Regions from separate parts of the Hordeum vulgare genome. Here regions 2 and 3 are each linked to region 1. The links are chromatin contacts, called in public Hi-C maps. All regions are on one chromosome and are shown on one strand. Each heading gives the region's core, a stretch centred on a gene start, on an enhancer-like site or on the middle of the called end of the contact. The rest is flanking DNA. Distances are from core to core; before and after follow the strand shown.

Region 1 (4,252 bases), core at 982-3,481:
TTGCTGAATTCTCAGCTACTGGTAGATAGCAAAACTGGCTGTACTTACCACACAACCCAACCCTTGAGAGCTTATTGAGCTGACCAAATTCACACCAATTTGCATGTACATCCGGCCGCCGGCCTGCCTGCCACCAACTACGGTGGTGCTTATGCTGCCGCATTGCTTCTCGATCCTAGCTTCCGGTCGATGGGCAGGGTGATCCATTGATCCACCCCCATGCCCCATGTCTTTAAATGACACGACAAGCTTCCTGCATTGCTGAGTTTATCTACACACAGGGTCTTAATCCAGCAGCAATTTGTTTCTCTCATCCATTCCCAGTCCAGATTATGCGAGACCGACCGAGGGGAACGGCATCATCGACTCAAATCACAACCAGAAGGACAATGTCCCGGAGTCTTCTCACTGAATTGTCTTGGTGAGCTTGCATTTCGCGAGGAAGACGGTGGACGTGCAATTCACGGTGCAGAGCTTGAGCAACTCCGAGGCTTGCTGCTTCAGCTCCGGCCCGCACCCGCTTTGGATCACCAGGAGAAGCTTGGCGGCCAGCCCAACCTCCAGGGCAGCGGGTGCAGACTCCTCGGGCACCATCCTGCACACCACCCAGAGCATCGACAGGGCACGCTGCGTGCAGGCCTCGGACACCCTCATCAGCAATCGGACGGCATTGGGTATCGTCCTCGGGCAATCCTTCAGAGCCGTCCTGCCTTCAGGGACCGAGGCGAGCGCATCCAAGATGTCCAGGGCTGGCTCCACGCACTCCGTCGCCAGCTCCGGCAGCAGCTCCACCAGCTGCTGCACCGCACCAATGCTGACAATCATGCTCCTGGCCGGCCTGTGCACGGCGCAGATGGAATTGAGCAGTTCTAGCCCGGCGGCCACACCGTCCGGGTGCCGCTTGTCCCGGACCAGGCGCATGGCGCCGACCAAGAGGCTCAGGCTCGCCACCGTCTCCGGCCGGAAGCCTTTCTCCTCCATGAGGATGCGGATGAGGCGGACGCAGTTGATCTTGGTGTCGACGGCGCCCTCGTTGAGCATGTCCACCACGAGGGACACCTTTGCCGGCTGCATCAGCGCCGCCTTAGCGTCGCCGTCGAGCGGCACGCCGCTGACAAGAATGGCCACCGCCTCGGACCCCACGGAATGAGACGTGAAGGGGCCAAGAAGCGAGGTCAGCAACGACACGCCGCCGGCCTCAGCTATGGCCTTGGTCACCGACTGGTGGGCGGAGGCGAGGGAGCGCAACTCCCGGAGCGCGGCGACGCGGGCCTGGCCCTTGAGGGGGTGCCTCCTCGGGACGGCCGTGCCGCGGAGACCGTGGACGAGGTCCGCGGCGCGGCCGTGGTAGTCTGCCGAGCGCTTCTTGAAGCGGGTGTACCGGCGGGAGAACCAGGCGGCGATGAGCTGGCGGAGCGTGGCGTTGGGGGTGAGCGCGTCGTCCCAGAGCTCCTGCATCGTGGTCGGGCAGGTCCTGTGGCCCAACGCCAGCCACCGGGAGATGTTGGCGCGCTCGTACGTCTGGCCGGTGCAGAGCGTGACCGGATCCACCATGGGCTCCAGGGAGATCGGGCAGATGAAGACGGCCGGCACGACCTCGTCCCCGCCGCCGGCGTCCCCGGCCGCGTCCAGCTCGTCCATCATCTTCCGCAGCTCCACCGGCTGCTTACCTCCGTCCCCGAGCGCCCCGTCCCCGGGCTCCGGGCCGCACCCCAGGATGCCGTCCTTGAGCGCGGTGTCGATGTCGAGCACCTGCCCGCCGCAGGGCAGCTCCTGGTACTGCGGCATTGCAGCGGTGGTCTTGGCCTGACCGTCTGCCCAAGGAAGCACCGCTCGCCGAAAGAGTACACGGACGGCGAGGCCCTTTTAGCACAGTCGCGCAGGAGACGGAATGATGCGGTGAATCATGGGGCGACTTATCGCCATCATCATCGACCTCCTCGCTTGCTTTCCCTCTTTCTTGACCCGCTGCTTTTCTTGGATTTCTGGGGTTCTGCGGCTACCTACCGGTCAAAAGGGGAGGCGAGCGAGCGAGGAGCTTGAGAGGAAAGCTTGTGGGTTTTGGAATGGAGGCGGATTGCAGGGCATATGAGGAGATCTGATAAGCGGGCGAAGGGGGAAAGAGGGGAGGAGGGGTTGAGGAACCGGAGAATGCGACTGAGATCCAGCTGAGCTAGAGTGGGTGGAGAAGAAGGGAGAGAGTGAGAGAGCAGGAATATCCTGATGAAATTATTATCCGGATTTGCAATTTTACTACTACTTGGGTGGGTGTGAGTGAGAGTGAGAGGGGATTGGACGAGGGCGGGTGGGGGCTGGGGACCAGACACATTAGCACACTCGCTGTCTCACTGACGCCCCGCCTGCGTGGTGGGCCACCCCCTGCACACCCTCTTGTACTCTTCCCCGTTTTTATTCATTTCAGCGCTGGGAATCTCGATTTTCTGTCGTTCCAATTTCCCTTTTTCTTCAATGCTGGAGCACCGGTGAGAGGAAGAGCGTGCGTAGTGGTGTGGCAACTGGCCCATCCATGCCAAAAGCACCAAGCAGGAAGGCATGGGGAAGAATCTTGCAGGAAATGGTGGCAATGTCATATGGTTTTGTCTCGGTGGTGATCTCCTTCCTTCTAGGTTTGATGTGATTTTTACCATTCTTCCTAGGAGATGGCCATGCTGTTTTGTTTCCCGTTTCCAACATTTTTTTTTTGTTCTGGGGAACGGGGGCGGTCAGCAGCGGAGCTTGAGGAGGCTGCTGACCGGTGACCGCGACGGATTCGAGACGGGCGTGCGTGCGTGCGTGCTGCGTGGTAGTAGTACGTACTACGTACTCTAAATCTAAATCTAGGGCACGCGGACCGCACGTGCGGTGGGATCAAGATCGGCAGAGAGGGCGGGGCTTTGTTTTTCTCCCTTTTTCCGTTTTTTGAATCGCCTCAAGGACAACAAGGACGCAGGCCTCCTCGTGACCCGCGCGTGATCACGTTGCGTTTACGCTTGACAGTCCCTCTCTTTGACCGCTTTGCTTGCACACTCAATTCTCTGACCAACCCGGATTAGCAGTAGTAGTGGTATTAGATAACTTGTGGGCAAGGAAATGAGAAAAACGGCACTACGTTTCAACAAGGAAGATTTGTCACACACAAGCTTGCTTTAGCTTGAACAAAGTCGGTGCGTGTACAATATGTTGTCATCAACTTATTCAAACCTCCGTTCAAATCCAAAGAGAAAAATAAAAGGATGGAAAACATCGCACGTGCATTGATGCCAGGTTGGAGCCCTCCTTTTGCGTACGTCTTAATTAAATAGATCCATCCGGTGCGACCGTGACCAGGACCAACGACCACGGGGGCCGGAGGCCGGGCAAAGGAAGTGAAAGGGACCAAAGGAAAACATATAAAAGCAAGCAAAAGTGAGCGAGCAAACAGTGTGCACCAGTACCACCACCCCTACAAGAAAGAAAGAAAGCCGAAACTAGACATGGCCAAAGCTCAAGGCTTTGAAAAATGCGCTCCTTGACCGGCGGCCTGCCTGGCCGCTCCGGCGCGCCGCACGGTGGTACATGGGCTCTACGACTCTGCGGAAATTAAACGCCGACGCTCACAGTGCCTTCTTGCCAGCCATACACAACACACGTAGCGCGTACGTACGCGCGGCCGTGCAGATGATGGTGCACAGCAGGTCAAACGGCGGACAGTAAACGCGACGTGAACATGACACCACCCATCGACGGCGACGCGTCCGTCCGTCCGTCCGGCGATCGGCCACTATTGCTGCACAGCACAGGGCCGCTGTTGCGCCGTACGTGCCCGGTGGAGTACGCAGCACGGCGTACGTTGGCGAGGAGGCACGCAACGCAACCAGGTGCAGGAGGGGAGGCTCGTAGTTTTTCTTTCCTTCACCGAGCAGAACCGAGGCCCACGGTGGACCGACGGCCGACGGGCACAGCGACGAATGGGTGCCCCCTCCGGCACGGCCGCGCGCGCGGGGAGGGGCGCACGCGCGACACCGCGACACGGTGCGTGTGACCTGAATCATGGCTGATCGACGTGCGAGCACGGAAGCGGGCCCCCGATCGAGGCGAGGGCCGGTCTATCTCTCTCGCTCGATCGCTCGCTAGGCGCCGGCCCAACCAACCGTCCGTCGCCGCCTTCAGGTGGTGTTTGTTTCCAGGGACTTTTTGTGGTAGGGACTAAAAAAGTCCCAAAAAGTCCCATGTGAAACAAACAGGAATGACTATTAGGGACTAAAGTGGGGTG
Region 2 (4,252 bases), core at 1,052-3,551, 160 kb before region 1:
CGTCTACCAACTAATTAAAGAAGTCTCTTTCAATTTCAATAGGTCACACTTTTCTACTCTTTCTTGCTTGCCTATCCTATCAAGTCAAAAGGAAACCAAGCGATTTGACTGCCATTATGTTACAGTTAGTTTGGTTAACCCCTAACCTCTTATCCGAGCTATGTGCCATAAATGGTGAAGTATGAATTCTAGGAAACTGAGACATACAAACTTCTGGGTGATATTACACTTCGTTATTTTGTCGATGTGGACATGATTTGGTGGTGTGTCCTTGCCGACTAGGGTTCAATTCCTGTCAGGAGTGAATCATGGGATCTCACAATCGCTTCTACCTTGATAAAATTACACAGGGCTCCTCCCCTGTTCATTTATTTATTTATTTTGCCGATATGATTTAGCAGAATGATGAATTTCCTGATCATCTCTGATCTAATAAAGCTATTTCTTTGTGTCTACTTCAGGCACTTGATAGGATTCTTCATCTTCCTTGCTTTGACCATATACACTGCAACAAAAGTTCCAAATGTGGATCTTCAGAGCCTGCAGAATTTACCTGATATGCTTAGGAATGCTGATCTTCATAAGATTCAGGCGGAGCTTGCGGCATGCCTTCCTTCATTACCTCACTTTTCTGACCTACAAAAGATGAAGGATGAATTTAGAAGCTCATGGAATTCTATTGATGTGCTTCCGTCATTATCTCGTTGGCGTCTCTTGGAATTACTCTCGAATTGCTTGCCAAACAGATTTACCCATTCCAATGAAACTAATCCTTCTATTCTTGTAAGTAGTCAACAACTTATCTAGTGTTTTTTACTCACTATCACTGTGCTTTATTTAAGGGTTCAGAAATGCAGTGTTAACCTACTTACAACAGTTAATTGGAAAATCTTACAAGTTGGACTATCAAACCCAAGCTGTTTAGTTTCCTAGTTTCTTCTTGCTATGCCCAATGTGAGTAATTCTGTCTGACATCTGACTAAATTAAGCCAGTTTGGTCCTCGCCAAGATTTGACTTCTAGATAGTTATCAGTTGAAAAATAATTCTTGAAGTCTAACAGTTCCTGTTAGGTTACCGGAAAATCTGTAGCATCAAAACAAGCTTATGAGATGCAGAACCTTTGTTTTGTATGCACTCGCCAAAAAGTTGATTTTAGACGCATCTAAGGTTTTATTGTTGTTGGTAGACATAGTCTATACAGAGTACATATAACAATACTATGGTTCAATGTGATATCTTGTTTTTTTGAATAAAAATTCAATGTGATATCTTCACGCTGTTTTTGGCTTATGTAGGAGCATTGCAAGGGCCTTTGTATTTATAATATATTCCCTTGAGTTCCATCTGATCCTCATTAACTTGTGTGCAGATCAGCATTCGCATTGCATCACTCATGTAACCTGTGTGTTGACAACTTGTCACATAACGAGGATTGTTTTCATCTGTGCAGGAAAGCATGCAGGAGGATATCGTAACCGTAATTGCACCACACTTTATCAGGCCGATCTCTAGGTGGCCATTCTTTGCCTTCTTGGGAGGAGCAATGTTTTGCCTTCTTGCCAGCAGCACATGCCACCTTCTCTCCTGCCACTCTCGCCGCCTTGCGTATATCATGCTTCGGCTTGACTATGCGGGCATTGCAGCTCTTATCACCACTTCCTTCTACCCTCCAGTATACTACTCTTTCATGTGCCATCCTTTCTTTTGCAACCTGTACCTCAGCTTCATAACTATTCTAGGATTAGCAACTATCGCATTCTCTCTGCTCCCAGTCTTCCAGAACCCGGAGTTCCGAACCATACGAGCGTGCCTCTTCTTCGGCATGGGAGCATCAGGTGTGATCCCTGTTTTTCACAAGCTGATCCTTTTCTGGCACCAGCCAGAGGCACTGATCACTACCGGATATGAAGTTTTGATGGGGCTGTTCTACGGTCTTGGAGCATTGGTGTATGCGACTCGGGTGCCTGAGCGCTGGATGCCTGGGAAATTCGACATTGCTGGGCACAGCCACCAGCTCTTCCATGTCTTGGTTGTTGCTGGAGCCTACACCCACTACCATGCAGGGCTGTTGTACCTCAAGTGGAGAGATCAGCAGGGCTGCTAAAAGCTGTTCTATGGTCACAGGGTGTAGATTTATTTGGTTATATGGTTGTGTCTCGATGATTTATAGAGGACTTGTTCAATCTGGGTAATGAATTTACTGATCCGTGTAAAGTGTATACTAGACATAATAAACAAGTAAAATTAAGGTGATTATAATTTTTTTTGACTGGCTTAAAGGCATTAAATTCAGCAAGCTTCATAAAATGTTGATACTTACTCCTTCCCTTCCATCCATAATATAAGAGCTTGTTTGACACCGGGAATATGTTACTGTCTTGGTGATGGAATCTGAGTGGCAATTGATTGCGGTTGCTGTTCACAGCCGTGCACATCAGTACATCACACATCAGCTAGGCTGCCCTCTCATAATCTCGTCGATGTGATGTAATTTGACAGGCTGACATCCACTGCACCGGCTGAATTGTTCTCAGTTTTTTGGTACTAAGAATAATACAGCACCGCTGCTGTTGTTGGTGGCTCATTCATGCCTCTGTCGCAAAAATATTGCTCACATGGATCTATCCAGGCTCGTCGCCATGGCCGTGCTCCTCGGCGCCTTGCAGCCGCTCCTGAGCCACTGCGCCGGCGACGTCAAGGGCCTGCACCCGGTCGTGCTCGTGCCGGGGTACGGGTCCAACCTACTCGAGGCGCGGCTGACGGCGGCGTACTCGCCGCCGGCCCCCGGCTGCTGCGCGCGTGAGGGGAATGGGTGGTTCCGGCTGTGGCCGATCAACCAGACGGCGATGCGCGACCCCCGACAGGTCCCGTGCTTCGTGGACCAGATGAGCCTCGTCTACGACGCCGTCGCCGACGACTACGGCAACGTCGCCGGCGTCGTGACCCGGGTCCCGTTCTTCGGCTCGACGCGCGGCTTGACTGGGTGAGCCTGACCTCCCAACCACTCCATCGTTTCAGTGCTTCCTAGTAGCAGTAGTAGATTATTCCTAGTCCACAAATGTTTGATCCAGTACTGTATTTCGGTGGCGATGTGGCTTGCTGGACTGGCAGGTGGGACCAACTGGTGCGGGAGCTGGAGGCCGCGGGCTACCGCGACGGCGAGAGCCTCTTCGCCGTGCCCTACGACTTCCGCTACTCCGTCGCGCCGCGCGGCCACCCGTCCGCGGAGGGCGCCTGCAACTTCGGCGAGCTCACGCGGCTCGTCGAAAGGGCGAGCTCGCTCAGCCAGGGACGGCCGGTCGTCGTCGTCGCGCACAGCTTCGGCTGCTCGCTCACGTACCAGTTCCTCCTCGGCCGCCCGCTCGCGTGGCGCCGGCGCTTCCTCAAGCGCGTCGTCCTCGTCGCCTCCGCGCTCGGCGGCTTCTCGGAGGGGATGAACGACATCGCCGCCGGCATGGACTACGGCCTGCCGAACGTCGCGCGGCCGGCGAGGGTGCGGCTGGCGCGGAGCCAGCAGAGCGCGCTCTGGCGCCTGCCCACGCCGACGGTGTTCGGGGACCGGCCGCTGGTGGTGACCAGGGACATGAAGTACACTGCACACAATATCGCGGAGTTCTTGGAGGCCGTCGGCTTCCGGGAAGGGGTCCGGCCGTACGAGACGCGGGTGCTGCCAGCATGGGAGGCCCTCCCGGCGCCGATGGTGCCGGTGACCAGCATCATCGGCGTCGGCGTCAGCACGCCGGAGACGTTCGTGTACGGGGAGGACGGGTTCGTGGGAACGCCGGAGGTGGTGTACGGCGACGGCGATGGCGACATAAACATGGTGAGCCTGGTGGCTATCGAGAAGGAGTGGTCTAGGGTGGAAGGCCAGGTTCTGAAGGTGGTTAGGTTGCCCGGTGTTCGTCACGATGGCTTCTTCAGCGTTGGTTTCGCTCTGAAAAAAGTAGTTGCTGAAATACTCGAGGCTGGTAGAACTGTGGAACTCCGTCCGAAGATTGGCCGAGCGCAGACCAATGCAGGTCCAATTTGGAAGGAAGAGAGATGTAGAGTGCACGAAGGCCTTTATAATGCTTTGAGTGCAGTAATATATTTTTGGAGGTGCTTTGATTAATGTTATTATATACTCCCTCCATTCATAAATATAAGTCTTTCTAGAGATTTGAATAGAAGACTATAAATAGATGTATGTAGACATATTTTAAAGTATATATTCACTTATTTTGCTTCGTACGTAGTCTTTTAATGAAATTA
Region 3 (4,252 bases), core at 829-3,328, 130 kb before region 1:
GGGAGCGGTACTACCGCTGGGGCTGAGGGCAGCAGTCAACGAGGGAGGTAGAGGCTGGTAGTACAGCCGGAGCGGTTCTACCGCTCCTAGGAGCGGTACTACCAATCATAAGAGGTGGTACCGCCTCCTATATCCGCTCATGGCCTACTCCAGACCTATCCAAAAATACCAAGGGGTTCTGGTGCGGTAGTAACAAGGGGTAGTACCGCTTACTCGGCAGTACTACCGCCCTGCACTACCGCTCCAGAAACCGCTTAGTCCAACACGAAAAGTGTCGAGAGCCACGGGCAGTAGTACTAGCTAGCGGAACTGGCCAGAGTACTTCCGCCCGAGAGCGGTACTACCGTTGCTAGGGCGGTACTATCGATCATAAGAGGCAGTACCGCTCCAGGAAGCGGTACTACCGCTTGGATCATTCCACATAGACCACATGCAACATATGAAAAGCATGAATATGAGAATTGCCATATCTTTCGCATGCGAGCTCCGAATTGAGCAAACTCAAGCTTGTTGGATTCACGACGACAAGAGCTATTCAAAAGCTATATATAGATATGAAAACCTCTATGAGTGAATAACCAGCAAAAACTCCAACATTGAAAACATAAATGACTTCTCTAGAGATTTTTGGTTACTTTTGATTGGAGAACAAAATGTTAGAACCATCACGTTACCCAAAAATATTTTTCTAAAAATCAGTTATATATTTCATCAACTCCTCCTCTCCTTCAATAACACCTTCATCTTGTTTTAGGGAAACAATTATGTTTTTTCTCCTTCTCCCATTCACTTTAGCATGATGATATCTAGTATTACAATCACCATATCTAATCACCTTATTTTTATATCTTTGTAACCACTTAATCTCTTCCTAGTATTACAATCACCATATGTAATCACCTTCCTTTTCTATCTAATGCAGATAGCCCATGTTCTTTAAAAGAATTGTCAATAATATCAAGCTTAGCCATAATTTTCAATTTGATCTTCCTATACCAAGCATCAACCTTTTTGGTGCAACAATTATTTTTGTTCCTCACATTCCTAAACCTAAGTTGCATCTTTCTAAATTATCTCCTCTATAAGTCTCATTCCATACTTTGTGTCCAATTTTTCTAAACCATCTCTTAATTTCAAGGAATTTGCAAACCTAAAAAAAGGAAAGGCTCGTGTACAACACTACCATCCTATTTCGTGTTTTTTACTCCCTTCATTCCGTATTAAATATTGCTGCCACTCGCGTAATGTATTTGGCGCACATGTCGCTAGTTAGCGATCGAGCACAAACTTTTGGCCAACCCATTAGCTCTTTCCGGTTTTCACTCTATTTCTGTGTTTTTCTACTTGTTTCATATTCGTTTATCTCTTTTTTATGTTCTTTTTCCTATTTTATTTTTAGTTCTCTTATTTTGAATTTTTTTTTTCAAATTTGTGACCTTCTTTACAAATTCATGAACATTTTTTGAACTTGCAAACATTTTGTTAAAATTCAGAAATAGTTATTCAAAAGTCTGAACATTGTTTACGAATGTCATGAACAGTTTTTTATATTGGGGAACATTTTGTGCAATCAAAGAACATTCATTCAAATTGGGGAACAATTTTTCGACTTCACAAACATTATTTTAGTTTTAGGGGACATTTTTGAAATAAATGAACTTTTTTTGAATCAGAAAACATTTTAGGAATCCATTAACATTTCTTCAAATTTTTGGACTTATATAAAACTAGTGACATTTTTCGAACTCACATTTTTTTAAGTCACCAACATGTTTGAATATATGAAAAAAATACAAAATCATGAGCATTTCTTGATATGACGAACATTTCTTTCAAAATCATGAACATTTTTATTAATATAATTGTTTTTAGAACAATTAACATTTATTTGAATCCTTAAAAAAATCCGTTCATGATTTTTCATATTTTAAGCTCTTTTGAATCCAAAATCATTTAAAGAAAAATATAATACTCAGAAATATATACATGAAATTCAAGGCGCCCAGCACATGGCCAGGCCCAAAAAAAGCACGCGGAGAAGAGAGTTTGGTGTTAGCTCGTTCGCCAGCGCCTAACGCGCTAAATAGGAGGTACCACTGCCATTTAATATGGAACTTTTTTCCCTGTGTAGGACGTTGTCAGTCCTTTTTTTGCTGGGCCTTGTTTTTCCTTTTAAGCAAGTTTGTAAGTTTTCCAATAGCTCACTTTTTTTGTTGATGACATACGAGATGATTAAGTTTATTTTAAATGTATGTGGGTACTACTACCTCCGTACCTAAATATAAGAACTTTTAGAGATTTTATTACAAGGCTATATACGAAGCAAAATGAGTGAATCTATACTATAAAATATGTTTATGTACATCCATATGTAGTTACGAGTGCATTGCACGTGAAAACTTACATAACCAAAGTACAATTGAATATTGAAATATCACATAACTCAATTAATAAATATAAATCTACAATCACATATGCATCAAGTACGAGTTATAGATTTAATTCTCGTAGTTCATGGCACTGAAAAAATAAACACAAATCATTTCATGAAGATAGTGTTATAGCCTTGTATAAGTAAATATAGTAAAAGTGAACGTCAATTTTTCAAAGACATGTTGCATTGATCTGCTACTGTAGCAATGGAGTTTTGTGTGTGTCCTCTTCAATGAAGTGATCAGATTTGTGCATATCATGCATTGATATTGTTAAATTAAAAACCAATAGCAATTCATTAAGAAGAGGAAATTTGGCAGTGTTAAAGTATGGAAGATTCCAGAATAAAGAAGAAACGTGCTCTTTGAGGTTAGTACATAGGTTGCACTATGCTTGATCTTATGAATGGAATATTCTGTATAGTACCCACGCATGGCAAAATCTTGTGTAGTGCAAATGATATTCGGATTTGCCAACTTTTCATCGTTGGACCAAGCTACCTAGTTTTAAAAAACACTCACTTAATTGAGGTCTCAAATTAAAACTCAATCATCCGATTTTGACTAAGTCAATATTTTCTTACAGCTCTCTCATGCAAATCTTTTATATTCTATACTATGCTTCCTAATTTTTAAGGCTTCGTAATTAATTAAGGTAATTAATTTAGAATTGGGTCATTCAATTTTGACTGGAACAACAGTTTCCCAAGCTCTCCAATTCATTTCTTATAATTGCTATATTCCCTAATTTTGAACATATTTCGTTCAATAGTTGTATTCACTTTTGAATTTGGTTTACGATTTTGATCGAGCAAACAATTTGTCAAATCAATCAACACCAACCATTCTATAAAAACATCTCAATACCACGCACCCTCCCATCACTTAGAAAAAGAAGCGTCACTACATGATATTGTAGCTCCAGTTATAGTACATACAACCACGGACACTTAATTTTTTCCATACAAATAAAGGTTGATTAGCGGATAACAAAAATCACACCACGAGAGGCCCACTAAATCACCGCATTATAAATAAAAGTAAAGCACACTCTATCATCTCCTTCACTTGTCAACCTAAATATTCCACCAGTTTCAAAATATAAGGGATAATAACTTTTTACGAAGTTAACTTTTTTTGAACTTTGACCAAGTTGAGTGAAAAAAAATCGACATCCAGAATATTAAACAAAATATTATGGAAATTCATTTCATGATGAATCTAGGAAATACAGATTTGATATTTTGTATTTTTGATACATTTCTCTATAAATTTTATCAAACTTAAAAGGTATAACTTTTTTAAAAAGTAATACACCTTATATTTTGGAACGTAGTGGTTACTTTTTGGAAACCCAACAACACTAAAGGCACAGCAAAACGCGTCCAATCCTTCTAGTTCAAATGTTTTACCAGTTTTGTATATTTTATTCTATACATTTCCTTTTTACCTAGATTTGTTCATACCATTTGACATGGTATTTTCAAAATAGGGGTTCATGGACCTCTTCTAGTGAGCAGCAGTCCTACTAATTATCTCTACAATCAGGTCCATCAACCTGATCCTGGTGTGAGTGCTTACATGGTGCAGCAAGTTGATGGAGTACCCCCTGATCATCTTATCATCACCTGCTTTGGACATCAAGGTGTACCTCATGATGGTGTTGGTGGTGGGTAGTCCTACTTGCAGAAAGTAGACTCAACCTAACTTGTGGGTCTTCAGGTATTGCTTTGGCACTGGGTTATACATGTTAGCCACTGAGTTGTGGTTCATCTTGGCCTCACTATAAACATACAGGTCTGTGTCTTGTACCCCTCGGG

The links. Hi-C and Micro-C count contacts between places; a contact is called where the count stands out from the background.
Region 2: a contact with region 1 is called in a Hi-C map of leaf, with 8 times the contacts expected there. The contact joins the promoter of LOC123449252 here to the promoter of LOC123449250 in region 1. A contact is called at or near these places in 3 of 6 Hi-C or Micro-C datasets (leaf and seedling).
Region 3: a contact with region 1 is called in a Hi-C map of leaf, with 4 times the contacts expected there. The contact joins the enhancer-like site here to the promoter of LOC123449250 in region 1. A contact is called at or near these places in 4 of 6 Hi-C or Micro-C datasets (leaf and seedling).

Annotation. Positions count from the first base shown.
Region 1 is chr4H:522,232,483-522,236,734 of MorexV3_pseudomolecules_assembly, reverse strand. LOC123449250 (U-box domain-containing protein 75) reads right to left here and starts at 2,231. Exons shown (of 1, transcript XM_045126397.1): 1 at 1-2,231. The coding sequence starts at 1,788. The coding sequence ends at 406.
Region 2 is chr4H:522,394,252-522,398,503 of MorexV3_pseudomolecules_assembly, reverse strand. LOC123449252 (lecithin-cholesterol acyltransferase-like 1) reads left to right here and starts at 2,301. Exons shown (of 2, transcript XM_045126398.1): 1 at 2,301-2,984; 2 at 3,113-4,167. The coding sequence starts at 2,617. The coding sequence ends at 4,112. LOC123449253 (heptahelical transmembrane protein ADIPOR3) reads left to right here. Exons shown (of 3, transcript XM_045126399.1): 2 at 462-783; 3 at 1,452-2,267. The coding sequence ends at 2,105.
Region 3 is chr4H:522,365,122-522,369,373 of MorexV3_pseudomolecules_assembly, reverse strand. No RefSeq gene overlaps it. Among protein-coding and RNA genes, the nearest start is that of LOC123449251, 8.7 kb to the left of the region's middle. Within about 2 kb of position 2,078, at least 2 of the 3 cell types and tissues checked have open chromatin away from gene starts, as enhancers often do. A contact at or near this core is called in leaf, where this site is marked.